2 separate regions of the Mus musculus genome follow, and region 1 is linked to region 2. Evidence: chromatin contacts called from public Hi-C data. All regions are on one chromosome and are shown on one strand. Each heading gives the region's core, a stretch centred on a gene start, on an enhancer-like site or on the middle of the called end of the contact. The rest is flanking DNA. Distances are from core to core; before and after follow the strand shown.

The links. A called contact is a pair of places that touch in the nucleus more often than the background predicts.
Region 1: a contact with region 2 is called in a Hi-C map of bone marrow-derived macrophages, with 32 read pairs. The contact joins the enhancer-like site here to the promoter of Rpl6 in region 2. A contact is called at or near these places in 4 of 39 promoter capture datasets (embryonic stem cells, hippocampal neurons and neural stem cells), 10 of 484 Hi-C or Micro-C datasets (adipose-derived mesenchymal stem cells, bone marrow-derived dendritic cells, bone marrow-derived macrophages and 3 more), 17 of 115 datasets of contacts at active chromatin or transcription factors (the 230-238 cell line, the SCID.adh cell line, acute myeloid leukemia and 9 more) and 3 of 9 other capture datasets (adipose tissue, liver and pancreatic islet).

The regions. Positions count from the first base shown.
Region 1 is chr5:121,335,892-121,341,441 of GRCm38.p6, reverse strand. Hectd4 (HECT domain E3 ubiquitin protein ligase 4) reads right to left here. Exons shown (of 76, transcript NM_181421.4): 54 at 4,716-4,852; 55 at 1,857-2,017. Among named protein-coding and RNA genes, the nearest start is that of Gm24671, 18 kb to the left of the region's middle. Within about 2 kb of position 1,396, at least 103 of the 459 cell types and tissues checked have an H3K27ac peak or open chromatin away from gene starts, as enhancers often do. A contact at or near this core is called in acute myeloid leukemia, bone marrow-derived macrophages and effector CD8 T cells, where this site is marked.
Region 2 is chr5:121,201,182-121,206,887 of GRCm38.p6, reverse strand. Rpl6 (ribosomal protein L6) reads right to left here and starts at 2,387. Exons shown (of 7, transcript NM_011290.5): 1 at 2,336-2,387; 2 at 1,225-1,482; 3 at 1,033-1,134; 4 at 78-221. The coding sequence starts at 1,482. LOC115490270 (a small nucleolar RNA gene) reads right to left here and starts at 1,878; the gene lies at 1,745-1,878.

The DNA.
Region 1 (5,550 bases), core at 147-2,646, 140 kb before region 2:
GAGGCTCACAGGGTGCTGAGAGTGAGGCACAGACAGGTCTTAAGCCTGTAATTTGAGAGGCCACAGGAAGCTCTGACTAGAGGAGCAAGCTTTGACTCAGCCCTGACCCCACCCTTTCAAAGTGCTCGAGAGCATCTGCTGCCTCCGCAGTGGTGGTTCTCCACCTTCCTGATGCTGCTCCTTTAATGCAGCTCCTCACGCTGAGGTGATCCCAACCAATAAATCATTTTGTTGCTACTTCATAACCGTAATGCTGCTCCTGTTATGACTTGTAATGTAAATATCTCATACGCAGGATATCTGATACGCAGCCCCTGTTAAAGTCATTCAACCCACAAAGGGGTCATGACCCCAAAATTGAGAACCTCTGGTCTAGAAGGATGTGGAGGGCTGAGAGGTCACAGTTCACAGCCGAGGAAGAGATGGCTCATGTGGAGCCTGCAGACTGAGAGGACCAGAGAAGGAAGGTTTTGGATGAGATCTATCTTACACCTCAGGCCACATTTGGGTTATCTGAACCCTTCCTCAGCCTCACACAGCCTTGGTCCAGCAGGGGAGCTCAGAGCTCTACCTCATGCTGTCTCCAAGGTACTGGCTCTGATTTGGTGTGCACACACACCCGCACTGTCACTTGACCCTGTGGATGTGCCAGTACTGTGCATGCTGGTCTTCCTTCCTGTCCTGTGGTCTGCTTAAGTGTTTTCCACTGTGGCCTGGTTTTTGTTTTCTGTTTTTTGTTGTTGATTTCTGTTTTTTTGTTTTGTTTTGTTTTTGAGATAGGTTATCAGTATGGTTGTCCTGGAATTCCCTCTGTAGACTAGACTAGCCTGGAACTCACAGAGATTTGCCTGCCTCTTCCTCCTGAGTGCTGGGATTAAGTGCTTCACTACACCTGGCCGAGGCCTGTTTGGATCTGATGACCCAGCTTCAGACAACTCCACAGAATAATGTACTATTCCAGTGGAACTGCCAGACAGAGCCAAGCTGGGCATGGTGGCTTGCTGTGGTAATCTTAGCACTTGGGGACAGTGACAGTGACAAGAGGCTTGGCTATGAGGGTTTGAAGCCAGCCAGGATTATATACTCTTAGGAGAGGGGAGGGGGAGCTAGAGACATACTAGGCTCAGTTCCACACTGATGCTCTGGAGAGAAATTAGTGTGCTGTCCTTGACTGCATTTTAGTTAGGGTTCGATGTGTCAAATTCGAGTGACCCTTGAGCTATAGGCACACTCGGGTGTGGAGAGGAGGAACTGTGACGCTAAGGGACAGGGAGCGTGAAAGTGATCTGCAGAGACCTTTAGCAGAGAATGCACTTGTTTCTCTGCCTTCTTCTCAACTACAGCAGGGATTTCCAGGAGGGAAGGAACGAGTCATGCAGGAATTTTTATGTATGATTCACTTTTAATAAACACAACCCTTGGTTGGCCTCCAACTCACAAAGATTCTCCTGCCTCTGTCTGTTGAGTCTTAGGGGCATTATTTAGTAGTGTGTGGCAGGGAATGGTGACTGTCATCACTAAGTTTTTATCTGTAGAGGGCAGGCATGTCTCCACTGCAGCCCTGTCCCATCCAGAATCGTGTATGGTACCATATACACAGCCAGTGTTGAGGCTACACTTGGTCACCAAGAAAGAGACAGCTGGTTGTTTTCCCCCATGGCTGAACTGGATGTGTCATCTGGTCCCTCCTGACTTCTTTCTTCTTCCTGGCTTTCTCTCTCTAGTGGGCTCCGTCCCAAGTATACAACAGAGTGCATGGGACACAAGCCATGTCTCTCCTGCCAACTCTTAGCTTTGAAGGAAAAGTCTTCTAGTTGTGCATCTATTCCCTCAAAGAAAGAAAGGCTCCATCTTACCTGTGAATTTGAAGGTTGGTATTGTCCAGTGTGACCAGGCCATTGGTGGCAGTCCTCCGGTAGCCTGCAGGGGGCCTTTCTAGCATATCAATGGGGTACCAGTACCGCACCAACACCCCTTCACTCCGCAGGTATGTCTCCACCTGCACCAATTCATTCACCTGCAGGAAGAAGTGTGCATTCAACCTGCTGTCCTGAGACCTGATTTCGTTTTTCAAGCTCATGCAAAGATATATAGATATTAAATCTCCAGATATTATGTTATACTTTGTATCTAGTTGCTATTTTATAAACAAAATTAATGAGCCCAAAGAGAATTTACAGTACACATATTTATTTAATCTCCCTACCACCAAAGTATTGTTTGTAAGCCATGGTCTCATTGTGTACCCCTTGCAGGCCTGGAACTCAAGATTCTCCCTCTTTCCCCCTCTATGTGTATGTGTGTGTATGCACACTGAGAGCAGATAACCTTGGAGGTCAGAAGAGGCTGTTGGGGCCCTTGGAGCTGCGATTGCAGTAGGTGTTGAGCTGCCAAACATCGATGCTGGTAAGCAAACTCAGGTCCTCTGCTTGAGCAGTGCAGGCCCTTAACTGCTGAGTCATCTCTGAAGGTTCAATTTGTTGGGGTTGTGTGTGTGTGTGTGTGTGTGTATGTGTGTGTGTGTGTGTGTTAAGATCAAACCCAGGGCCATGGACACGTGGTATCTACTCTACTATTGAGCCTCACGCACAATTCCTTTGGGTCTTGCTGCATAGCTTAGGCTGGTCTGGAACACTCAATTCCCCTCCCTCTGCCTCCTGACTACTGAGATTATTGGTGTACACTACTACAACTTCTTTTGTGTTTTGGTGTGTGCATATGTGTGGTGTGTGAGGGAGCATATGCTCATGTGTACATACGTGTGTAGAGGCTGGTGTTTTTAAGGTAGTTGCTTTCTACCTCACTTTTTTGAGACAACCCCTTAACTGAACTCCGAGCTCCCCCTTTGGCTGCTGTGGCTGGCTGGCTGGCAAGCCCTGGGAATTGCCCTGTCTCAGACCCTCCTCCCAGCCCTGGGTCATGGATACACTGCTGGCTCTCAACTCAGGTCCCAGTGCTGGAGCTGCAAAGACTTTACTGACTGAGATAATTTCCCACAAATGTCTCTTTCTTTTAAAGATGATTTTTTTGTTTATTTGTTTGAGTGTTGACTTGCATCTGTGTGTGTATACTACATGTGTGTTGATGCCCACAGAGGCAGAAGGTGGTGACAGGTTCCCTGGAACTGGAGTTACTGCAGTTTTGGGCAGGTCCTCTATAGGAGTAGCAAGTACTCCTACCTGTTAAGTATTCTTACCCAATACATTCTTAATTATAAATTAACACAGAATAGAAAATGTAAAAAACTATCTTAAAAAGAAGTTTTAGCTGGGTGGTGGTGGCACATGCATACCTTTAATCCCAGCAATTTGGGAGGCAGAGGCAGGAGGATTTCTGAGTTCGAGGCCATGCTGGTCTACAGAGTGAGTTCTAGGACAGCCAGGGCTACACAGAGAAAGCCTGTCTCGGGAAGACAAAAAAAAAAGTCTTCAGAAGGGCTTGCGAGATGGCTCAGTGGATAAGGGCACTGACTGCTCTTCTAGAGGTCAGGAGTTCAATTCCCAGCAACCACATAGTGGCTCACAACCATCTGTAATGGGGTCTGATGCCCTTTTCTGGTGTGTCTGAAGATAGCTACAGTGTACTCACATACATAAAATAAATAAATAAATCTCTAAAAAAAGAAAAAAGAAAAGAAAAAAGTCTTCAGGAAAAACAGGAAAAAATTTTAAAAGTAAAAATTTGAAAACTCAAATTTTGTTAAAATAACCTTTGTGTTATTTTGTAATTTGTATTGCTTATATTTTAAGTAAATCTTTCATAATCCCTAAGTAAAAATTATATTGGTATTTGAATCCAGAATGCATACGTATGAGCTTACTTTTAATTGCCACCAATAAAACACAGCTGTCAGATGCTCTGCTTTTTAAAAGTTATTAGCATAGGGGCTGGGAATAAAGCTCAGGTGCAGCTTTCAAACCTCTGGCTTCCCTCATGTTAGTCCCTGTCTGCCTGCTACTCCTGCCCCTTTGAGTCCTCCTGAGCCTTAGGAGAGATCTCTGTAAAATGGAGACAACCACTGATGGGCAACACCGCTCACCTGACAGAAGGGACTGACGCCGAGTCAGTACGATGACTGCCCAGAATCATCTCTTTCTCTCCTACCATCTATCTCCACAATCCCCGGACCCTAAGCCTTAATTTCTGATTTCTGTCCGTGGCACAGCCTGAGGATAATGGGCTGCTCTGCTCTGTCCTGGAGATGTGAGCTGGGTGCAGCCTCACTCCCATAGTCATTACACATTCTCACCTAGCCTCCCCACAGATGCACTTCCACTTGGTTTCCTTCCTTCTCTTCTAAGATTTATTTTATGTGTATTTCTGGGTGTTTTTCCACGTGACTGACTATACACACGTGTGTGGGTTTGGGTGCTCACAGAGGCCAGAAGACATTTCTGATCCCTTAGCGCTGAAGTGATGGCATCTGTGAGCTATCTGACACGGGTCCTGGGATTTGGACTCTGTTCCTAATGACTAAGCAAAGTTAGTGCTTTTAGCTGCCAAGCCACCTCTCCAGCCTGGTTTCCTTGTTTTTAACTTGAAAAGAAATCTAAAAGCAAAATCCATTTTTCATGTGCTGGCGTGGAGCTGAGGACAGAACCCCAGGACCATGTACATGTGCATGTTAGGAGCCCCATCCTATAGTCCCTTTGTATGGGCACGGGAGCCACTTTCCACACACAGGACTGGAGTACCCTGACTGGCTATTTACTTACTGAATCAACATCTAGGACGACTCCATGAAGGCTGAAGGTTTTTAGCATCCCTCGGATGGCAAATTTTGGCAGAGCAGTTCCCACGGTACTACTAGCTACATTGCTGCTGTCTGGAGAGCGGGTGACAACCGTGAGACCTGAGGAGGTAGAAAAAGTACCACGTCATCTTGGGAGGTTGCACTGTAGGGTCTAACATTGCATGTGACAATACCCTCAGTTTCATTATAACAGTAAAAGGAACACAGTTCAGCCTGTAAGGTGATAATAAAATGGTAAACTCTTCCAATTTATGAGTTAAGAAGACAAGCCATTAAAAACAGGCAAAGGAATTGGATAAGCACTTCTCCAAAAAGAAATGAAAAGATAACACATGAAATGATGCTCATTTTTGCTTGTCAGTTACCAGGGAGTTGTGTATAAGAGCCACAGTATGAGCCCTCACACCAACAGCAAGGGCTGATGGAAAAAGACAGATGGAACTTCCTGCCACTCATGTGCGGAAACTGGAGCACTCATGCATAGCTGGTGAGCTGCTGGGAATGTAGGACGGTCGAGTTGCTTTGGGAAGTATTTTGGCAGTTTCTCAAAGGGCTAAACACAGATGACCTGTATTTAGGTCATACAGATTACTGTATGACCTAACAATTGTACTTATTGTTACAGATGCCAATCTATTATAGTACATGTATATTTCTCCTGTAGAAATGAAGATGTATGCCCATACAAAAGTGTGAACACAAATGTTTAGAGCAACATTAATCCTCACAGCTAAAGAGCAGGGCCAACTCAGAGTCCATCAGTGATGAATGGAAACAGCTAAGGGGTATATATAACT
Region 2 (5,706 bases), core at 1,138-3,637:
AAAAAGCAGGATGCACCAGGCATGCGAGGACCAGGATCTGCTGCTCCCCCATGCCAGGCCCTGGGGACACTCCTCACCTTGCCCCTGTGGCGCCCAGTGAGGATGATCAGGACAGTTCCGGGAGTGATGCTGGAGCGTAGCCTTCTCACGTGCTGGCTGAAGGGCTTCTTGCCGTGGCTCAGCAGCTTCCGAGGAACATCTTCGGTGGGATAATACCTAGGCTGGAGAGAGCACCGGCACCACACACCATTGAGCAATCTGCTCAGCCCACCAGAGCTGCATTCAGAGACACAGCCTTGAAAACCCCAAGAGTCAAGCCCCACTGACAACACAGAAAGGAACCTCTGGCACACTGGAGACAGACACTCTAACCTTTTTAAAAAGTGTTTGGCTTGTTTTGCTTTTCTGAGACAGGGTTTCTCTGTAGCCCTGGGTGGCTTAGAACATTGAGATCAGCCTGCCTTTGCCCCTCGAGGGCTGGGATTAAAGGAATGCGGTTTGCATGTGTCCCTGGGTATGCCCATGAGTACATGTGCCACTGAGTTATCCTTGGGAGTGGGAGTTCCAGGTGGCTGGGAAGAGCCTGTAGCAGAGGCTGGGAACAGCACTGTCCCCTTACCCCGAGGCATCTCTCCACTCATTCCCAAGCTTTCCTTGGGGCTTGGAACTCTAACACACTTCTTAGGAGTTAAGGTCACAGCCAAATATGGGGAAGGTGGCTCAGAAGGGAGTTTCAGATCAGACCAGGCTACCCGAGGCAAAGGTACAAAGCGCATCATACCTCTTCTACCTTGGCAGAAGGCACACACCCACTTTCTTCAAGAGGGAAAACTAGACATCAATACCACAAGTTTGATAAATACCCACCTTCCACTTGCCAGCAATGGAGTAGCCAGAACCCCAGTGTGCTGGTCCCACTATGAGCTACACCCCCAGCCTGAGAGCTTATCCCAACTAGACTTGACTGACATAGCCTCTTTCAGACAAGCCTCAACCCTAACCCCAAGGAAAGCAACCCAAACTAGATCTCACCATTTTTCGAAGCTTCACCACCCGGGTGCCACCGTTCTTGTCCCCACCAACTGTTTTGGTGACAGTAGCAAGGACCTTCTCTTTTTTCTTCTTCTTCTCAACCTACAAAGACAAACCCATCAATCCAGGATCCTGCCAGACCTCAAACGCAGGAATAAGGCATCATAGTGGGCCATCCGTTCCCTCTCCTACCTTGGTCTTGGCAGCCGAGTATTTCCTTTTGTACAAGGCCTTCCTGGAGTACATAGCAGATCGGGAGTACCTGCCAATTCCTCTCACCAGGACAGGGTTTCGGCTGCAATGGGGCTTCGCCTTCTTGGGCTTTTTACCCTTAGGGTGAACCTTTTTGGCTACTTTGGCGGCCCGGGGCCGGGAGGCAGCAGCATCACTGCCAGCCTTCTTGGCCGCAGGTTTCTTCTCCTTTGTATCAGGCGCTTTTTCACCCGCCATCTAGGGATATAAACAATAAAGGCATTTCATCAACCATTTGTCAACAAGCTAGTATGAAAACCATCCTCTGATGCTTGCAATGCCTCTTCCTTCCAAACACAGGGTTAAGTATCTAGCACTATTAGTTTTTTTGTTTTTTTTTTTTTGCTAAAAAACTTTTTTGTGGTTCCTTATCTTATTCTTCCATTTTTGTGAATCAGAAAACCAAAGACAATCTTTGCTAGTGTCTACACAGGCAAGGAAGCCCAGAATCTCGAGGCTCTTCTGTGCGACCCACTTCAGTGCCAGCAGCCTACAGGCAGAGGCCAGGCAATGGTTCGGGGCCACGGGTTGCTCTAGCACGGGACACTATGACAGACCCAGGGGAACGGGCCTGCCATAAATCCAAACCCATGCACCAGCACGGAACACCCGAGACCTCCCCCTCTGGTGTCGCCCTAGGTCCCGAAGCCACCACGATGGCCCCAGCTCCGCAAAGTAGCCGACAGCGGTGCTCTCCGGTCGTCTTCCGGGGACGCGGTTCCCCACCTTCAGTCGCGAAGCCCAACGTGGCCAAGACAGGCTCAACAGAAGGTTCTGGAACCCCCACTGCAGGGTCGCAAGTCGCAACACAGGCCCTCCAACCCTCCCCAGGTTACGGCAGCCGGCAGGGCCCAGCGACCATCTCGGGCGCTACGCTCGTTCTTAGCCCCCCGCCAACCCACGCTGACAGAAATGAAGCTCCCGAGAGATCTGGCGAATGATCCCGACCATAGGCGGCCCTGGGTAGTGATCCCCGGATGTCCCCCAATTTCGGATGGACGAGGATTGGGGTCCCGAAAGCCGCTGCCACACAGACGCCCGCCATTCCTACCTTGCAAGACGGGAAAGAGAACTAAGGCAGCGGCTTCCGGTCTATAAGCAATGACGGGAGGTGACCAAGATCACTTCCTTCCTGTATGGGGCATCATGGGAAATGTAGTTTTTCTTTACTCCGTGGCAATGCACCTAGGGAACGTCCCCCCAGGCCCCACCCCCACCCTAATAGGTAAGGGCAGCTGAGATGGCTGAGCAAGTAAAAGCGCTTTCTCCTAAAATGATGAACAGACTTTGAGCCTTGCGACTCATGTGGTGGAAGAAAGGACTTTACAGAGTTTTCTTCTTCTCCTCCTCCTCCTTCTTCTTCTTTTTTTTTTTTTTTTGGTTTTTCGAGACAGGGTTTCTCTGTGTAGCCCTGCCTGTCCTGGAACTCATGCTGTAGACCAGGCTGGCCTCGAACTCAGAAATCCACCTGCCTTTGCCGCCCAAGTGTTGGGATTAAAGGCGTGTTGCACCACGCCTGGCCAGAGTTATCTTCTAAAAACTAAAGGTTAGGGTTGGAGTGATGGCCCAGTGGTTAAGAGAACTGGCTGCTCTTCCAGAGTTTTTTGAGTTCAATTTCCAGCAACCACATGATGGCTCATAACCATCTGTAATGGGATCCCATACCCTCTTCTGGTGTGTCTGAAGACAGCTACAGTGTAGTGTACTCATATACATAAGATAAATAAATCTTGCCAGGGCTATGCAGAGAAACCCTGTTTTGAAAACCAAATACATAAATAATAAATAAATAAATAAATCTTTAAAAAAAAAAAGTCTGACAGTGGTGGCACACCCCTTCAATCCCAGCACTAGGAAGGCAGAGGCTGGTAGATCTCTGTGAGTTTGAGGCCAGCCTGAACTACAAAGCTAGTTCTAGGAGAGCCAAGGCTATGCAAGCAAACCCTGCCCCCAAAACAAAATAAACAAATTAAATAGGAAAAAATAAATAAGATTTAAAATAAAACTTTTTTGTTCATTACATTTTTAAATAAGCTACTATCCTTTGAAAAATGACACTGTATACCTGACAGTGCCTTACTTTTTATTACATTTTATTTTATGTGTATGCTTATGTGAGCATGTGGGAGTGGGGAGTGGATGCATGCCCCAGCATACAGATGGAAGTCAGTGGACAACTTGGGGACGCCGGCTCTCTCTACCACATGAGGCCTAGAGATCAGTCATCTTAAGAGGACTTAGGTCATCACAGGCCCCGCATATAACAATTATCCTCTACCTCATAGTGCTTAGAACGACGTATACACATGATTTCTATTGTCTTCTACTTGTCTGTTGCCTGTTGCTAGTGGTAGGAGCTTTTCTCTTGACTTTCTTTTTTTTTTTTTTATCTTCTTTTTTTTTTTCTTTTTTTTTTTTTTCCATTTTTTATTAGGTATTTCGCTCATTTACATTTGCAATGCTATACCAAAAGTCCCCCATAGCCACCCACCCTCTCTTGACTTTCTATATGTGTGTGTGTGTGTGTGGGTGTGTGTGCTGTGTGGGTGGAGGTCTGAGGACAACTTACAACCACTTTTGTTGTCCCACAGTGTGGGTCCCATGAATGGAACTCAGAACTTTGTAGCAAGCACCTGACCCACTGAGCCATGTCTGTGGCCCTTCAATTCGGCTCTAAACCCCATCTTCATGGTTGAGTCTCCAGGAATCTCTTCCCTTTCTCTGGCTGTGGTTAAAGGTGAAAGAGGGAGTGGTGGGCTGCCTCTAAAGACCTCATGACACTGAAGACCACAGAAAACAGAGCACTGTGAAGACCTCAGAGTACAATCCGATTCTCTCTCTCTTCCCCAGCCCTTCTGGTTTTTCTTTTTGAAATATTTATTTAATGTATGAGTGCTCTATCTGCATATATACCTACAGGCCAGAAGAGGGCATCAGATCCTGTTATAAATAATTGTGAGCCATCATGTGGTTGCTGGGAATTGAACTCAGGACCTCTGGAAGGACAGTCAGTGCTCCTAACTGCTTTGTCAAGACAGCATCTATAGACCAGGCTGAACTTGAACAAAGCTTCTGCCTGTCAAGTACTAAGATCAAAGGCATGCTGTACCATGCCCATCTCAAGTCTTATTATCAATTGTTGAATTTTATGACATTTACTGTCCAAGCAGAGTCTTAAGAAGAAATTTAAGCCGGGCGTGGTGGCGCACACCTTTAATCCCAGCACTTGGGAGGCAGAGGCAGGCGGATTTCTGAGTTCGAGGCCAGCCTGGTCTACAGAGCGAGTTCTAGGACAGCCAGGACTACACAGAGAAACCCTGTCTCGAAAAGCCAAAAAAAAAAAAAAAAAGTTAATTATTCTATTATTTAGCTACTAGTTAGTGTGTGTTTGTGTGTGTGTTTCCAGAGGAAAGTACTTCTTGGCCTTTGTTGCTATCCCAGCACTTGGGAGGCAGAGGCAGGCAGATTTCTGAGTTCAATGCTAGGCTGGTCTATAGAGTGAGTTCCAGGACAGTCAGGACTACACAAAGAAACCCTGTCTCGAAAAAGAGAAAAAAAAAAAAACAACAATAAAAAAAAGCCTGACCATGTCAGAGTCTTTCACTCACCTGGTCGGCTTGTTAAATGATCTGATACTGAAGTAAATGCATAACTGATCCCCCTCTTGTGTTTGGATGTGGTATTGCAGAATTCATGACCATAAGGTAAAAAATATTAACTTCCTGCTTCTAACTTTTTTGAAACAGGGTCTCACTGTTCAGCTCTGGCTGTCTCAGAGCACTCTGTATGGACCAGGCTGGCCTCAAACTTCCAGAGATCCTCCTGCGCCTGCCTCCCAAATGCTGGGATTGAACATGTGAACTACCACACCCAGTAAGTACCTGCTTTTACTTTTATTTTTTCTAGTATTTATCTATTTTATCATTTGTGTAACTGTCTCAAATAATAATAATAATAATAGCAACAACAACAATAACAATAACAACAATAAATAAAGTAAAAAATCCTGCCGGGCGAGGTGGCACATGCCTTTAATCCCAGCACTCTGGAGGCAGAGGCAGCCTGGTCTACAGAGTGAATTCTAGGACAGCCAGGGCTACACAGAGAAACCCTGTCTGGAAAAACCATAAATAAATAAATAAATAAATAAATAAATAAATAAATAAATAAATAAATAAGCAAGAGCAAGAGCTAGACTCCCTTCTTCCAATGTCCTTATATTGTCTCCAGCAGAAGGTGTAGCCCAGATTAAAGGTGTGTTCCACCACACCTTTAATCCCAGATGAAAGGCGTAGCCCAGATTAAATAAATAAATAAATAAATAAATCTAAGGAAAGGAAATGAGCTGGGGCTGTACGAAGCTCTCAAATTCTGGGTTCCAGCCCAGGTAACACTGGTGGGGGCTGGGGGCTGGCATAGGAA